Linked DNA regions of Mus musculus: region 2 is linked to region 1. The links are chromatin contacts, called in public HiChIP or PLAC-seq maps. All regions are on one chromosome and are shown on one strand. Each heading gives the region's core, a stretch centred on a gene start, on an enhancer-like site or on the middle of the called end of the contact. The rest is flanking DNA. Distances are from core to core; before and after follow the strand shown.

What was found. HiChIP or PLAC-seq counts read pairs in DNA pulled down with a chosen protein or histone mark.
Region 2: a contact with region 1 is called in an SMC1A HiChIP or PLAC-seq map of large pre-B cells, with 7 times the contacts expected there. The contact joins two enhancer-like sites. A contact is called at or near these places in 1 of 39 promoter capture datasets (hippocampal neurons), 1 of 15 datasets of contacts at CTCF or cohesin (large pre-B cells), 43 of 484 Hi-C or Micro-C datasets (B cells, the Ba/F3 cell line, the C2C12 cell line and 25 more), 4 of 115 datasets of contacts at active chromatin or transcription factors (embryonic stem cells, large pre-B cells and pancreatic cancer cells) and 1 of 9 other capture datasets (embryonic stem cells).

The regions. Positions count from the first base shown.
Region 1 is chr1:156,239,884-156,243,481 of GRCm38.p6, forward strand. No RefSeq gene overlaps it. Among named protein-coding and RNA genes, the nearest start is that of Gm30472, 29 kb to the left of the region's middle. Within about 2 kb of position 1,383, at least 16 of the 459 cell types and tissues checked have an H3K27ac peak or open chromatin away from gene starts, as enhancers often do. A contact at or near this core is called in double positive thymocytes, where this site is marked.
Region 2 is chr1:156,520,309-156,523,828 of GRCm38.p6, forward strand. No RefSeq gene overlaps it. Among named protein-coding and RNA genes, the nearest start is that of Abl2, 37 kb to the right of the region's middle. Within about 2 kb of position 1,988, at least 53 of the 459 cell types and tissues checked have an H3K27ac peak or open chromatin away from gene starts, as enhancers often do. A contact at or near this core is called in double positive thymocytes, where this site is marked.

The sequences.
Region 1 (3,598 bases), core at 133-2,632:
GTGAAGAGATCAGCAGGTAATTAAGTCCCTTTGGGAGAGCCATCTTAGCGGATTTTACAAGGCAGGAGTCCTCAGCTTAGGGGCCATGATTAAAGCCAGAGCATGGAGACTCTTGCTAAGGCGCCCTCAAGCGTTAAGAAGGAAAGGAAAAGAGGACCTTGAAAGATGCTAGGGCTTGAGCAAGAGAAGAAATTCTAAAGGTGGAAGGGAGGTCCTGGAAACGAAGGATATCAGGAGGAAGTGTGGTCAGGCAGTCATGTGCCGACAGGTAGGGCGGGATGACATTGGTGGGGGACAAGGAGGGATGATCAGGGGATGGGGTTGGGGGAGTAGGTTGGGGAAGCAGGACATGGTGGGGGGGCTGACTGGTGGGCTGGGTGATGTGGCAATCTCATGAGACCTTGGCAGACACAGTTTTGGTAGTGTCGTGGGTGGAATCAGAAGGGTTTAAAGAGGGGACTGGAGACATGTAGAGAATGCGGTTCAGGTGACTGGCTGGAGAAATGCCACCTGTTTGGAGCCCGCCACTACTTTCTGAATGTGACTCCTGGGTAGAGAGTACTTACCTTTCTGATGCTCAAGTCACCTATAAAAATGGAACTGTAGTAGGAGTGTTGGGAAAATGGAAAACATAGAAAGTATGTCAATTGTGATAGGTCATATCATCAACATGGCAGGATCTAGAATCATCCGAGACAAGCTCTGGGCACATCTGTCTGGGATTATCTAGCTAAAATGAGTAATGGGCAGCCTACAGGGTGTGCCTTAATTACAGCAACTGAAGTAAGTAGTAGACCTGCCCTGAATTAGGGACACCTTTCAGTGGCAGCCTAGATACAAGGACTGATGGGTAGGCTTTGTGGTTTTCTTTTTCTTTTTTTCCTTCTTGCCTTCCCATTGTCCATTATTCTATCATTTCTGCCTGCACTGCTGCCTCCATTCTCTTTGGACACTAAAGCCCAGCATCTTTAGCCCTCCTCCTCTGTGGTCTGAAGACCTGCTGGTCCCAGGAATCCAGCCTCATAGACCAAGTGGTTAGCAGATGCTCACTCTCTCCAATGTGAAGGCAGCCATTGCTGGACTACCCAGACCATACAGGTAAGCCAGCATAACTTCCCTTTCTGGATATATTCATCCTATTGGCTCTGTTCCTCTGGAGAACTCTAATAAATTTATGTAATAAGTGCCTAGTAAAGCCATACTAACCTCACTATGACACAGTATTAATCTCTGCCACATTTGGGCAAGATACTTAACTCTTGTGCCTCGGCTCTCTTACACTGTAACATATTGTAACATGTGGTCATTGTCTGCCTTATACTGTAACATAATGTAACATATCATTGTTGGAATTGGGTTTTGCCTTTCTCTTGCTGCTAGGTGGCGCTAGAGGACAAGCACTAGATCCTCTATCACACAATATAGAGTTCCTGCAGGTTCTCCTAGCCAGGACACCACAAAGTAAGAACACTCCCCCTTCCACCCCTATTCCCCAGAGCCTTGGCTACTTCATATGTGCAAAGTATGTGTTCTACATGTAGCTGTATTCTCAGCCTGAGAAAATCCTTTTGGAGATTCACAGGCATGCCTGAACTGTGAGAATTTTATATTCTTCCTGCTAGAATTCTACAATGTACCAGCCTTAGTCCTAACGGAAGATGGCCATAGATTTTCTTTTGACTGAGCTGTCTTGGTTAGTGTAATTAGAGCCTTGTTAGGGTTTTCCCACTTCTTCCAAGGAATAAAGTCACAGTTTATTGCCAATTTCTGTAAAGGGGGAATGCTCTGGCTATTTTGCATAGAGTAAAATTAGAAAATAAATTGAAACCGTGGGAAGATGACCCTATGAGAATTACCCTAAAGCTCTATTCCCAAAGAACTCACTTGGAAGTCGCTTTAACTACTTTTCCAGGTTAAAAATGAATAATTGGAGTAGAGAAGCTCCAAGCTGCATGCTAAATTCGATTTTCTATAGTGCAATGGTAGGTACCTGCACTTGCTGGCGCGGCCGCAGAGTGCTTGTCCTCGAGCGCCATCTAGCAGCAAGAAACGACAAACACAGCCTCGAAAAGGCTCCACTTGCTTGACCCTTAGAGGGAAACAAGCCATAATTTGGCTGTTCTACTCACAAAGTCTGCTCTCAGGAGGAATTCAGTGAATTCTTGGGCTTACAATCGCCACACTGAAGTCCCACGAGGTCTTTAAAGCCGCTTTTAACCCCTCTCCATCACGGACCTGCTGCTCCAGAGGGAGTGCAGCTTGTCCCATGGGTGCAGAGGGACAGAGCACACGCTGGGCAGTGCCACCAAGGCTCCCTGTCCTTTTGTCAGGCCACCTGATGCTCTACTGTCACCTTTCAAATACAAAAGGAAGTACAGTGTGCTAAGGTTTTAGCAGCTATTCCTTTTTTCTTGTCCAGCTGCTGTTCTGTGAGCAAACCTTGAGAGCAGCTCTGGGCTTCTGGGAATATGTTGCCACACCGCCCAGGGCCAACATTAGCTCCTTGCTGTGAGTAGTGCCAAAAGCTATACAGATTCCGATACAAGGCTCACATCAAATTTGGTCAGCACGCAGTGGGAGGATGCTACGGGGGCGATAAAAGAATATATGATTTCAGTGTCCATCAGTCCAACCTAGGTCGCAGTCTTCGTTTCGGCCCATTTCAGATGAGACTGACTTCACAGCACTGTAGTTCTCAGTGTATTCCCAGGACAGCGGCCTGAGGGCTAAGCCTTGATCTGGCACAGTGGCTTACCGCATGAGGTGCTAGAGAGGAAAGGGGGCTCCAGAAGCAGGAAGGAGAGAGGATGCCGGCCGGCAGAGAGTGGCAAGGGAAGTTAGGGAAGCCTCTGATTCAGGGGGTGTGCTTGCACGTCCTTCCCCGAGCCTCACCATTCTTAAGTTTGACGGTTTCATGATGAGCACAGGGAGGCATGAGTATGTATGTATGTATGTATGTATGTATGTATGTATGTATGTATGTATGTTCAGCATTCTGCATAGTAGCTGTCAGCCGGATGCTCATTAGAACTACACGGAACCAGTTGAATCAGAATCTCTGAGGGATGTGGTCCAAGCGGAGCAGTATATTACTCACGAGATGTGGGAGGTGTTTGAGAGCTCCCCGAGTGATGCACAGGCAAGGTGAAGCTGACAAACTGCTGCTGTACCTGCCACTTGAATAATGTTTTTTTTAAGTTGTTAATTAATATATAAGATGTAAAAGGCGTGCGTATTGATGGGTTACTTTCCATGTAATGTTCAGTACAAGTATATGTGTGTAATGTTCACCTCAGGCCAAATGTATCTCCTCAAATACTTGCCTGGAGGTCCTCATGGTCTTGAACTTATGAGTTCAGGCTATCCTGCCATTTCAGCCCTTGGCTACAGCCACAAGCCCCCATACTCAGCCAGTTTTATTCTTTATGGTGTATATACTCCACATTTGGCTATCCTGTTTCTTAGTTACTGTAAGAACCCTTCAATGAATGCACAGTGCTGACATCTCTCCCAAATATTGATTTTATCTCCTTTCAATACACACGCAGTGGTGAATTACTAATTTATATGGGGGTTCTATTTTTTAACTTCTGAGGAC
Region 2 (3,520 bases), core at 738-3,237, 280 kb after region 1:
GCAGCCTGACCCAGGGCTTAGCATGCCAGGCAAACCATAAGCTATAGCACCTGCATCTCTGATAAACTCTTTTTGATTTGATTTGCTTTGAGACAGGGAGCCAAGGCCGGCCTCAAACTTTGCTTGATATCAGAGGATAGCCTTAAACTCCTGACCTTTACGTTTCCATCTCCCAAGTATGAGAACAACAGGACAACTCAGACATGCAGAGGAAATCCCATGCAAACCAATGGCTGCCCCTCAGTCCCCTGGTCCCTGTGACTAACCATGTCAATTTCCCTAAGTCAATACCACAATCTATAGGCACCGGCTTCATCAACAATGGGCCTTAATAGAAACACTTAAATGGGGCTAGTTCAAACTGAGATGAACTGTTAAGTGTGAGAGAAATCCAGACTTGAACATGTAGTGAACTACTGAGCCATCTCTAGCCCCTGAAAGATTTTTTTTGTGTATGTGTGTGTATCTGTATGAGTGTGTGTCACGTGTGTGCAAGTACCTGCAGAGGTAGGAAGAGGGTAGGGTGTCAGATCTCCTTGAGGCTGGAGTTACAGGTACTTGTGAGCCATCCAGTGTGGGTTCCAGAAATCAAACTTAGGTCCTCTGCTTAAGTGCTCTTAACTACTGTTAACCATCCCTCCAGCTCTGACAATGATTAAATCTGTACTGGGACAGGAGGAGGACCCTTAGGTGATTTTGGTTCCTCCCTTTTATTTTGTCAGTAACGGGATAGGACAGAGGTTCTCAACCTTAGCAAGCCTCGTGTCTGATAACTCTTCGTTGTGGGCTCCGCCCTGTGTGTCATACGATGCTTACAGCATCTCTGCCCTTTACCTACTAGATGTGACTAGCAACCCTCCCCCAGTTATAAAACTGAAAATGTGTGAAGACATTGCAAGTCCTGGAGGCAGGTTGGTAAGAAATGCTAAGTATTTTGGCTACTTGACATATGTGGGGCAATTATACTAAAGAGTCTCACTATTTATCTGAGGTCGAAGTTAACACCTGAGTTTTTAATTTGCTAAATCTGGCAGCCCTACTTGGAATTGAAATCATTCCAGGTCAAGGTTGGATGCGGTTGATGAAGTCCATAGATTAAAATAAAATGAAGGATAACTCAATTAGCATTTCACTAAACACATACTCTACATAAAGGCTTTTAAAGATGGCATGTTTTTCTGTTTTCGTGTGTGTGTGTGTGTGTGTGTGTGTGTGTGTGTGCATTTGGAGGTCAAAGAACAACTTAAGGGAATCAGTTCTTTACAAATTCAGTTTTTTCTTTCCACTGTGTGGGCCCTGAGGATTAGGCTTGGTAGCAGGAACCTTTACCCACTCAGCCATCTGGCCATCCTTCCTCTTATACTTTAAATAAAGAACCAAAAAGTAGCTATTTGAACAACTTAGCAACTCAGAAATGTCACTAGCATCCATGAGATAACATATGGCTTTTACAAAGGCATGCATTTTTGTTGTTTACTGGTTTATTCTAAACAGGGCCTGGTGCCTAGGAATCACACAATAAACATTTGTTGAATGATTGAAAGAGTTGACAGTGTTATGTGTGTGTGGAAAATGGCCATATGGTTGTATAGTTCCCTGTAAATAATGAATGACTGGGTGTGGTGCACACCTAAAGACTCCGTAACTTGGGAGGCTGAAAGGAAGATTCCTTGGCTTCAGGGGTTGGAAAGCTGTGGGGAATGCAGAGACTTACACATAGATACAGAGTCCAAAGTATTGGGAAGGAGATGGCTCAGCTGGGACAATGGAAGCATGGTGGCTGGAGCCCCATCTCCCAGAACCCACGCAAAAGCCAGGTGCTGTGGTACATGCCTGTTGCGGCCGGCCTGCAGCTCGAAACGAACGGTTCAACTGAGATGGCAACTCGGGCTGAAAGAGAAGAACTAGTCGGGCGGAAGAAAGAACAAAGCCAAGTCAAAAGTCACTCTGATCAAAGCTCAATTTTTACTGTTGCGACACTCAGTTATGAAGAAAGGGGGAGGGGACCTGGTTCCCTGCCAAATAATCTCGGGGTCTAGTAGCAGGGTGAGCACATGATGGCTTCGGAACAGCAAAGCCGCAGGTTCTAGCAGTGGGCGTGGCAGAACAAATGAGCAGGAAGCTCCACCCCTGAGCAAGCAGGTTTCAGGCTGGGGGAGGGGAGACTACATCTCCTCCCTGTTGTTAACAAAAATAAAAAAAAAAGAAAAGGCTGGCCTGAGGCAAAAAATTTATTTATGCTCAATAGTTTTGCCTGAATTCTAGGGCTAAAGAAAAAACCTGTCTCTGTGGGATTCCCTAACTTTTCTTATGGTAAACTGTATCTGGCTAAGACTGTCCTTTCTATCCTAGTAAACAACTAACAGAAAAGCCTGGAGCTGTAGGCTCTGACTTTATAATGCTAATTAGTATTGAATAGGTAACTTCTTAGTTGAATTTTTTTTTTTTTTTTTTTTTTTTTTTTTTTTTTTTTTTTTTTTTAAAGATTTATTTATTTATTATATGTAAGTACATTGTAGCTGTCTTCAGACACTCCAGAAGAGGGCGCCAGATCTCGTTACGGATGGTTGTGAGCCACCATGTGGTTGCTGGGATTTGAACTCTGGACCTTCGGAAGAGCAGTCGGGTGCTCTTACCCACTGAGCCATCTCACCAGCCCTTCTTAGTTGAATTTTAAGTAGGGTGTTGGAACCCTGGCTAAGTTTGACTGAACAAATTTGAAATACACTTTATTAAGAATAACACTGAGTTGATATTCCTCCGCATTATTGGATGACAGGCGGGAAACAGGGAGGAGGGGGTGACGACTGGCTCCGTAGTACAAGGCCAATTGGCTTTTTATTTTGGGGTGGGAGGCAGTGAAGACAGTACGGTCTCCAACCTCTCTCCCCCCTATTAATTAAGTTAAATAAGGCAACGCTTAACTGAGGTGATCAAATGATTTTTTTCATTCGTAGATGAGTGGGCTTTTAATCTTGGCTTGGGTGGACATTGACCCACTTTCTCCCGTGGGTGCTGTCACGACCCACACCTGTGGCTCTTGGTATCTTTTGGGGAGGGGAGGCAGAGCCATAGATATTTTTGGTTTTTAGCCAAAATTAGATACCAACTCCTTTTTAAACTGGGTATAACCCACAGGAAACTCAGAAATGGTCAAGCTGGACCTTCCCTTGCAGTAGTTCTCTGCACCAAGCGATACCCATACTGTATTTGTATGATCACGAACCAGTATGCACAGTTCTGAGTACTGTGCAGCTCCTAAAGGAGAATAGTCAACCTCAGATTTAGCAAGGCCTAGGCAAGAATTATGTCATTAGTAACACCACGATTTGTGGCTAAAATAGGAGCTGGAAGTCGTTCCTCTTCATCTCTGTTATTCTCATAGCCTGAGGAACTAAGGACACCTTGTAGTAACAGCAAGGGTGAAAAGCCAGAGGCCAGCTAATGGACTAAGCCCGTCTATCAAAATAAAAACCAATCTCTTATCTGCTCTTTTAGCCCTCTTAGTAAACCTAAATTT